Linked DNA regions of Sus scrofa: regions 2 and 3 are each linked to region 1. The links are chromatin contacts, called in public HiChIP or PLAC-seq maps. All regions are on one chromosome and are shown on one strand. The core of a region is the stretch at or near the end of the contact, and the rest is flanking DNA. Distances in the headings are between cores, read along the strand shown. Region 1 has its middle 220 kb from the start of CDH20. Region 2 has its middle 110 kb from the start of RNF152. Region 3 holds the start of RNF152 (ring finger protein 152).

The links. HiChIP or PLAC-seq counts read pairs in DNA pulled down with a chosen protein or histone mark.
Region 2: an H3K27ac HiChIP or PLAC-seq map of skeletal muscle shows a contact between it and region 1, with 19 times the contacts expected there. The contact joins two enhancer-like sites. A contact is called at or near these places in 1 of 5 promoter capture datasets (liver), 21 of 47 Hi-C or Micro-C datasets (alveolar macrophages, embryonic fibroblasts, epiblast stem cells and 12 more) and 1 of 2 datasets of contacts at active chromatin or transcription factors (skeletal muscle).
Region 3: an H3K27ac HiChIP or PLAC-seq map of skeletal muscle shows a contact between it and region 1, with 9 times the contacts expected there. The contact joins the promoter of RNF152 here to the enhancer-like site in region 1. A contact is called at or near these places in 3 of 5 promoter capture datasets (fetal liver and liver), 21 of 47 Hi-C or Micro-C datasets (adipocytes, adipose tissue, alveolar macrophages and 13 more) and 2 of 2 datasets of contacts at active chromatin or transcription factors (alveolar macrophages and skeletal muscle).

The regions. Positions count from the first base shown.
Region 1 is chr1:159,800,501-159,803,609 of Sscrofa11.1, forward strand. No RefSeq gene overlaps it. Among named protein-coding and RNA genes, the nearest start is that of CDH20, 220 kb to the right of the region's middle. Within about 2 kb of position 1,516, at least 16 of the 83 cell types and tissues checked have an H3K27ac peak or open chromatin away from gene starts, as enhancers often do. A contact at or near this core is called in adipose tissue and skeletal muscle, where this site is marked.
Region 2 is chr1:159,423,491-159,426,599 of Sscrofa11.1, forward strand. No RefSeq gene overlaps it. Among named protein-coding and RNA genes, the nearest start is that of RNF152, 110 kb to the right of the region's middle. Within about 2 kb of position 1,696, at least 3 of the 83 cell types and tissues checked have an H3K27ac peak or open chromatin away from gene starts, as enhancers often do. A contact at or near this core is called in skeletal muscle, where this site is marked.
Region 3 is chr1:159,529,009-159,532,117 of Sscrofa11.1, forward strand. It overlaps RNF152 (ring finger protein 152), which reads left to right and starts at 1,615. Exons shown (of 2, transcript NM_001244578.1): 1 at 1,615-1,764.

The DNA of each region.
Region 1 (3,109 bases), core at 266-2,765:
AGAGGCTAACCCAAAATCATGGAATTAGTAATTTAGAAGGCAAAACCAAACTAGTCCTCCATTAATTCTGAGGGTGTGGTTTTGAGTGAAAGGCTTATGATTGGGTATTAGTCTCTTTTTCCTTCCTTCCTGTTCTCCTTCCTTCCTCCCTCCCTTCCTCCCTTCCTTCTCTTTCTGTTTACCCATGGCTCATGGAAGTTCCCTGGCTAGGGATTGAATCAGAGCTGCAGCTGCCAGCCTACACCATAGCCACAGCAACAACAAATCCGAAAAGCAATTATAACCTACACTGAAGCTTGTGGCAAAGCTGGATCCTTCGGTGAGCAAAGGCCAGGGATTGAACTTATATCCTCACAGAGACTACATTGAATTCTTAACCCCCTGAGCCACAATGGAACTCCAGGTGTCAGTGTTTCATCCTGCCTTATCTTGGAACTTTCTTTCTAATTTTTTGGATATGTATTGTAACTAATGGCAGGACAGGTCAGTACCCTGTGCAACATTCTCAGGGTCAGGTCCTTCCTCCATATCTCAGCTTTAGCTCCTCTCTGAAGTACCTAGACAATAGTATCTGAACCCCCAAACAATGGAAGATATTAACTACTTGAAGATTGCAAGCACAAAGTCCTCCTACAGCCTAAGGATTGATAAAGTTAACCCCTGCGACACCACCCTATTATCTCACCATCACCCAATCACAAGCTGATTGCTTAATCTGTGACTGCCTCCTCTCTCCCAACTTGGCTTTTAAAAAAGCTTCACAATTTTCTTGGGGAGTTAGGGCTTTTTTTGGGGGGCACGAACCCCCTTGCATGGTCCTGCAATAAACCTTCCTCTGCTCCAAACTCTGATGTTTCAGTTTGTTTGGCTTCACTGTCCACGGGACACTCAAACTTGAGCTAAGAAAATAATACAGGGTGGTGGTGGGTGGGTATGTTTACACCAGGGTGTGGAGAGAACAAAGGGACTTTGGGGAGCAGCCAAGTTAGTGCAATTTAGGAATTCTTGTCTGGTGCAGAGCCAGCTGGAATTGTTTTCCTTCCTTCAGGTATTTTAACAATTAATTGAAAAAACAAAAATAAATGAAAGGTGACTATTTTCCCTCTCTGGTCTATCTCAGATCTGGAAGCCCCTCTCTCCTCCTTTATTAAGAGTTCCCTTAGCACCAAACCGGATGTCCCCTGGGGAAGGACAAGTGTTCTGCTATGTCAGTTGGTTAAGTCTGGAAGAGAGGGTATGTTGTTGCCAGGGCCAGAGATACTAGACAATTTTCCAAAAATACTTCATGAGAATTTTCTAGGGATTGTTGTCCTTCTAGCATGCATTGTTGATGGGAGGCTAACTGTTTTTGAACGTCTATTCAGGCTCATCTAAAAGCGATCAAATATTGGAAGCTGGGACTGCTGTGACCCGGTCTTCCAGCTGTTGGTGCAATGCTTCCAGGCTGCAGGTGTTGCAGGCAGAACCCGTCTCAGCAAGATGTGGCTGTGAGGCGCTGGCCGCCCAGAAAAGAGCCGCGGAGGAGGAGAAGCGCCCTCTTGTGGCCGAAAGTAAGAGTGCCCTCAGAGAGAGGCGCGCCCAGGGCCCGCGGAGCAAAGGTTCTTCAAAAATCCTTCCCTGCAGATGTAAACAAAGCAAACACAGCCTTCAGTTCTCTGCTGCTCTATCACCTTGACTTCCTGTTTCTCGGAGGAGAGAATGATGGATGCGGGGAAAGGAAAAGAAAAGCTAAGGATTTTTCCTGTTTCAGCTTTTGCCCACTGCCCCCACTCCCCACTCCACCTCCTCCCAGCCCACTGGCTGACTCAGATCTTCTCCGGATACCTTCCTCCTGTTTGGCCTCGTTGTCTGTCTTATTTCATTTTGCCTGCCAGTGAAATAAGTGGTACATTTGTCTGCTTTCTCCAACCAACGGTATTTCCTAGAGGACACGGGTCACATCCTAGTGATGGCAGCATCCGGCAATGCATATTCCACACAGTATGTGCTAAAAATATGCTCATAGCACATAGAATAGCAGAATGGAATTTCTTGGTCATATGGGACGAGTCCTGTATAATTGTCTGAACGTAAGTTAGGATTGCCATGGTGAGCCAAGAGGAGCAGGCTACTTTTTACCGTTGGTTCTACCAACTCCCTTGATGGACTTAGATTTTAGACAACGTCCTAGCAAAGGTGGCTTCACTTGAAACATTCTCTTTATCTTTTAAACAGCTGAGAAATTAGATGGATAGATATGACCATCCTTTTCCTTCCTTCCTCCCTTCTTCCCTTCCTCTCTCTCTCTCTCTTCCTTCCTTCCTGCCTTCCTTTCTGACACACCTACAACACTCAGAAGTTCCCAGGCCAGGGAGTGAACCCAAGCTGTCATGTGACAACGCTGTAGCCTTAACTTGCTGTGCCATAAGAGAACTCTGTCTACTCTTATTTTTATTTTTTTTGTTCTTATTTTTAAAAAGGAAAAATCTTCAGAAAGTGCAAGTGACATGCCCAAGGTTGCCAGGACAGTGAATCACAGCTCAGATTTGCTCCTTTTGCAAGCTCTCTGTCCAGAGCTCTGACATTCTTCCAAGAGGTCACCTTTCAGGGCCCACATTATCTGGGCAAGTAAATGACCTCCACATTACCATCCAGCATCCTCAATGGATTAGGGTAGCTATCTTCCCCCAATCAGTTTTGGTCCCATCCCCAGGTGGCTGGTGACTCACGGAGCATGACATCGAGCAGGTCATTAACCTGTACCTACATCTCAGTTCTTTCATCCTGAAAATAAAGATGACAGTAGGTGCTGGCTGCCTCGAATGGTGTTGGGAAGATTAATGAGACGATGCAGGGAAGTGTCCTGGGCTCCTGGGATAAAAGGCTTAGCAGAGGCACAAAGTCTAATTATAATTTCTTAACAGTTTCAAAGGAGCCTCTGGGAAGGCTCGTTCATGCTGCTAAATTTGGAGACGATGCCTATGTGGGGAGGATGCTCTTCTCTCCACTGGCAGTCCCAGCACTTTTCTGCTTATGCTGGTCTCAGGGGCCCCATTCTGATCCAACATCTCTTGGTCTACCCTGGGATCTCATCCACAATGGAACTCAAAACCCTCCCAAAGCACTGCCC
Region 2 (3,109 bases), core at 446-2,945, 380 kb before region 1:
GCCAGCGGCTGCAGCTCCAATTGGACCCACAGCCTGGGAACCTCCATATTCGGCGGGTGCAGCCCTAAAAAAAAAAGACAAACAAAAAAGAAAAGAAAGAAAGCAGCAGGAGGAGTGCATTCAAGGGCCAGATAACGAATTTTCTGCCAGACCAGCCCAGCGTGAGATGCCAAAATGCAGTCCTGGGGGAATGTCCATTGGAAATTGGTCTAATCAAGTCTCAGAGAAAGTCCTAGGCCAAATAGGTACTTGTGGGAGTTTCTGCACCTAATACCCTTGTGAACTGGTCCCCAACCATCATGTTTATAGTTTTATCTCTTGTTACGTATCTCTCATTATGCTTTTCCAGGCCAATTCAACCACATGCAGTTGTCACCTGTCTTACTCTGGTTTTTAGATATACCCTTCATTGTGCCTGGAAAACTTTTTTCATGGAAATTTTTTATTTAAAAAAAGCAAAACAAACAAAAAAGGAAACAAAGTAACTGTCTCTCAGTAGGGAAATAATAAATATACTGGCTTACTCATATAGGGGAATTCAATTCAATAGTTAAAACATATGAATTAGATCTACATTTATTAACATGAATAGATCACAAAAACCTAGTATTGGGAGTTTCTGTTGTGGTGCAGTGGAAATAAATCCGACTGGTATCCATGAGGATGCGTGTTCCATCCCTGGCCTCGCTCAGTGGGTTAAGGATCTTGTGTTGCCATGAGCTGTGATGTAGGTTGCAGATGCAGTTCGGATCTGGGTTGCTGTGGCTGTGGCGTAGGCTGGCGGCTATAGCTCTGATTCGATTCCTAGCCCGGGAATGTCCATATGCTGCAGGTGGCCCTAAAAAGCAAAAAAAAAAACAAAAAACAAAAAAAAAACCAAACTAAATCGACAGAAAATAACCAAGTTAAACTAAATAGGTACAGGGTGATGCCATTTTATGTCTCATATACCATACATATGTAATAAATACATATGTAAGTAAAAGAACTCACAACTTTATAATGTTGAACCTTCTTGTCCATGGACATGATTATTACTCCATTTATTTATCATTCGCCAGTTTTATGCCCTTTAATAGAGAGACAATATTTTTGCATAGAAATCTTGGACAATTTTATTGGCATCAATTCTCGGTCTTTTATCTACTCATCCATCTTAGACTCTGGGAAGACTTCTCCGACTTGTACCCACAAGAATGGTGAGGTTTCCTATATCATCTTTAAGAATAGGGACTGTGTCTTATTCATTGTGACATTTCCAATGCTTAGCACATAGTCAGGTCCTAGGCTACATCAGATAATAAGCTTAAGAATGATAGTTGAAGCAGGGGATGCATGTGAAGGCCATTACAAAGATAATATAATAAGCAATGTTTTCAACCCAGGGCCTGGCACCGGAACTAAGTCTGTGATAAGACTCACAAAAAAATGAAACTCCAAGGGTGATGGATGGAAAGCAAGCAGTATATGTTTAGTATCAGGTGTGGTGGTTCTATAGGTTCGGGCTGACAGCCATGTGTAGCCCTAGTGAATGTAAATCTTATATGGGAAAAATAATTCCAAGCACTTAAAAGGTGAAGGAAGCAGTGATTTCTGCACATGCATGGATCAAATGGAACTGTTACACTGTAAGTGCACAAGTGATCCCCTTGGGCGGCAAATGCGGTCAACAGCTGTTTCTATTTCAGTCTTCAACTTGACCTCTCCCACTCCCAGCCTCCCAGCAATACCAGACCAGCTGGATAATCTCCCGGTATCGTTATTAAGAGTCCTTTCCCAGGGGAAGCAGCAGTCCAGCTCTGCTTTGTCTGTTTGTTCTCAGTGGTTCCTCTGTTCTTGACTTCATCCCCTAAGCCCATTACTTCCCAGAGGGGTCAGATTTGGTCCCTTGAGCTTTGAGCTGTTCCCAGAGCTTCTGATTTCTCTTCTCTCAAGATGGGAAAGAATAAAAGGGGGAAATAGACTAAACTCTTGTGGTAGACACTGCTGTTTACTGACCCAACATCAACTATCTTAGTTTTTTTTTTCAGGGTGGCCCCATAGAGCTTTGACATCAACCTTTGCAATTAGATGTGGCCAAGTGAAGCAGTCTGGCCAATGAGATGTAAGAGCATATTGCTTTGTGAGGCTTTGGGGGGTATTTTTTATAAAGGGGCTGACTCCATAGGTCATGTTTTTCTGCTTTCCTTTCACCCTTCTTGGGATGAAGAAGCACTGCCTGGAGGTATAGGAGACTTCTTACCAAAACTGGGCTGCAGAACAGGCACAGTCTAAGAACGAAGGAGCGGACAGCTGGAAATAAGGTGGACTCATTATTGTGAGAGGAATAAAACTCCTGCTTTATTTAAGTCACTGCTTAGTTGGTTTTCCTATTATTTCCAATACAGTGCAAACCTAAGTGATCCTACTTTAAGTGTGAAATTGAGATAATTATTTGTTTCTGTCCATTGGAGAAGTGGCCGAGTCTCCAGCATAACAGGTAGTATTTAAGCAAAGGCCAGAAGGTCAGTACACCGAATGTCTAAGGGCATTCCTGCAGGAGGTGAGGAATTGAATTTGGCAGAAAACAGAATGTTAATTTATAAAGAAAATCATTTGAGATATGGTTTCTGGCATCTCACAGTATAATTCTAATTACTGCAAAACAAAATTTCTTTATTGTTTTGGCACTTAAGGAAGCTACAATTCTATGTGTATGACATTCATACATATGGAGTAATACAAGGATGGTGGCACTAATAATGATAACTGACCTTTATTTAATACTTAGTGCATGCAGGCACTGGGTCTAAGCATTTTCTCCTTTCATTATCACATCAGTCAGCTCTTTAGATACTATTAATTATCCCATTTTAAATGCGAGGAAACTGAGGCACAGAAGATTGAGCAAGCTTGCTCAGGTCATGGAGCTGTTAAGTGATACAAAGTAGGTCTGTATTTAACACTGTTCACCTCAAAATCTGCACCATAACCTTTCTGTAGGAGTAGTCAGATACCAACTAACTACTCATAAAAAAAAAATTTAAGAATTTACATAGTGAAATGTAATACTGTTCTTTAGAATTCTCAAGGATGCAGAGTATATTCGCAAAAAAATAATTTAAATTAT
Region 3 (3,109 bases), core at 365-2,864, 270 kb before region 1:
CCACACCATGATGAATGCTTGAATTCTCCCAAAGAGTTGTTTAAAAAGCAGGTGAAAAGAGAGATTTTAAACATTTTGACACAATTATTGATTTCTGAAAGTAGCTTCTCAAAAGTAGTCTTTAAAGTCACTCTTGTATAATGAGAATATTTCTAGGCTAAACCTTTCTAGTCATATCTTGGTGCGTTGTAACTCATCATCCTATTCCAGACCCCTGGTCAACATCAATATTCTCATTGGCTTCTCCTTAAAACAACAGTAATTTTTTTTGTGTGTGTGTGCCCTAAAGCTGTGGTTGAAGAGAAAGACTCTTGAAGTCTTCTACCTCAAGAATATAAATCTGCTTTTATTTATTTGTCTTTTTGCCTTTTTTTCTAGGGTGGGTCCCTCCACATATGGAAGTTCCCAGGCTAGAGGTCTAATCAGAGCTGTAGCAATGCAGGATCCAAGCCGCACCTGTGACCTACACCACAGCTCATGGCAACACCGGATTCCGCTGAGCGGGTCCAGGGATGGAACCCGCAACCTCAGGGTTACTAGTCGGATTCCTTAACCACTAGGCCACGGAGGGAACTTCTAAATCTGCTTTTAAAACAGACATAGAGCTTTCACTCCTGCCAGGGGCCCGATAGAGGACAGATACACCTTCAGAGGCCAACACTAAAGTGTTTAATTGGGATCCTAGAGAGGAGTGACACTCATCAAGCTTTTTGTTTCTTGGTTGCCGATTTGTGTGTGTGCTGAGTGACAGCACATTTGGAAACACTATTAATAGGTTTTATTTGAGGGCCAAGTCAAGGAGGTCAGTTGAGTACATTGTGAATCGTGGTAGGTCACATTCCCCCCAATTCCCTGCCCCCTGCCGCCCGCCGCCGGCGGCCCTGTGGTTCATAGGGTTTCTGTTTCGGTTTCATTATCTGGCAGAAGCGCTTCAATGAGCTATCCAGAGAGGTTAGAATGGGATTTCCTTCCCTGTGGGCAAGACTGTAGGACAGAAAGACAGCTCTATTCCAGCAGCCTGCAGAGGCTGCATGCTTTGCTGCTTGAACCCTGGTTCTGGACCCAGGAGAGCTGGCAGGCTTAACTTTACCATAGCCCTACTCGAATAGACTTTCGAGTTTTCACTCTGAATAGAAATTCTGTAGGAAGGCAACGGAGTGCATGGAAACCATATCCTATACCAGCGACCTTCCTCCTCCACTCTATTTTGCAGTTGACACAAGAGGCACGTCTAGATTTTCTTGGAGGAACTACGCATTCTAAGTATGTCCCTAAGGTAGGAATTAGGTTTCAAGGTGGAGAAGAGGGTCGGTCCTGAGGTCCCCTATGGTTCGCACTGCCATATAACCCTCAGGGCAACACTCCCTGCACTCCTGCTCCCTGCACCCCATCCTAGAGAGCCAGGCGGTGGGGTGTCATTCAGGCTTCAGTCCCTTCCTCTCCTCCGCCAAAGCAGGACCCCGCCCTGCCCGGACCACGTGAACTCTTAGGGGCAGCCAGAAAGTACCAGACGTGACGCGGATCCAGGGCGTCTTCTGGAAAGGATCTCAACAGCCCCCTCGATCGGTCCCCAAGTCCTGAGCTGCTGACGGTCCCCGCCAGCCACGGTTCTCGCCTCAGCCCCGCCCTCCTGCCTGCTGAGCTCGGCCTCCTGTCACACCTGATTCCAGCTCAGGTCCCACTCGCGCGCCTTGGAAAAGACAACGTCGAGGTCCCGGCAGAGGTTAGGCACTTGGGGGCAAGGCCAGGGAGCGCATGAGGAAGGTATGCAGCTCCTCAGTCTGGAGGTGATCTGCTATTCAAGACAGACAGATAGATGTCCCGGACAAGCGCTGGGAGGGGGCGGGCTTGGGAGGAGAGGGAGGAGGAGGAGGTGGAGCCGCCGGGGAGAGGCGGTGCCGCGGGCGGCGGAGCCCGGCCTCCCGCCCCCACCCATTTCGGTGCCCGAGTCTGGGCGGTGACACAAAAAGCTCCCTCCTGGAGCCAAGCGCCTGGCGGCGGTGTCCGACCGGGAGCGCGGAGGGCGCCCGGGCAGGTGGGCCGCCTCCCGAGGGGCCGAGCAGGGAGCTGGGGCTGCAGGCGCTGCCGCCGCGCTCCTCGCGCCCGCCCGGCAGCCCGCTGCGCGAGTCTAGCAGAGCCGGTGGCCGGCGCGCTGGGACCACCCGGCGATGCTACCGCTGTCGCTGCCTCTGTAGCAAGCACCCGAGACCGCTGCAGAGGGAGGTTGGTGAGTTTCGGTTTGTTTCTCCTCTCTGTCCCTCCGGGGTCGCGGGTTGCTGGAAGGGCGCGAAGGGATGTCTGCGCCCCCATGGCGGCCGCACCCGGAGCCAGGGAAGCGGGAAAGGGGAGGTGCCGCCTAGTGTTTGGGGGGGGGGTGTCTTTTGAACCTGGAGGAGAGTGGCAGGGCCGCAGGGGTCCCGGGAAGGGCAGCGCGGAGCGCGGCGGGGCAGCCCTAAGGCTCGGGGGAGGTGGTCCCTGGAGTTGCTTTTCTCCCGAGCGCGGGCGGAGTTGGGCTGGCGGCTGGGGCTGGGAGCGGCGCTGTAGCGGGCTGGGCCGAGTCCTCGGATGCCCCCTGGGGCTATAGTCCTGGGGAGCTGGTCTCGGGCCCGCGCCGCACGCGCCCCTGGGGTGCACGTTCGTGCGCGCGCGCGTCCCAGCTGAGCTCCAAACCCGCGTATCCTCCGGGATGAGCCCCTCTAAAGACCGTAGTCGAGCTCCTTACCCACTCCTAGAAGTTGCCTCTGTGGTCCATGGGCCTCTCTGGGAAGGAGAGGGGGCGGTGGCGGAAGAGATGTTGGGGGTCTTTTGTGCAGACCCACGCGCTTGGGGCGCCTGCTCCTGAAAGGGCAGCGGCAGGACAAAGCACTGGACTCGTGGGACGCTCCTTGGGAGGTGGCGGTCCCCAATCCCGCCTAGGGTGGGGGATGTGTGGGGGGCGCGCCACACGGTTTTGGAGAGAGTAGAGAAATTGGCAGAGCAGAGTGACGGTGACTTGAAGAGGTGGCGGACCGGGGCGAAGGAAATGAGGCTGCTGGCGAACGCCCCGCTGGTGTGTCTGTATGGGCGGGTGACTGGGCGCATTCCCACATAACCTGGTTTACCTAGTATA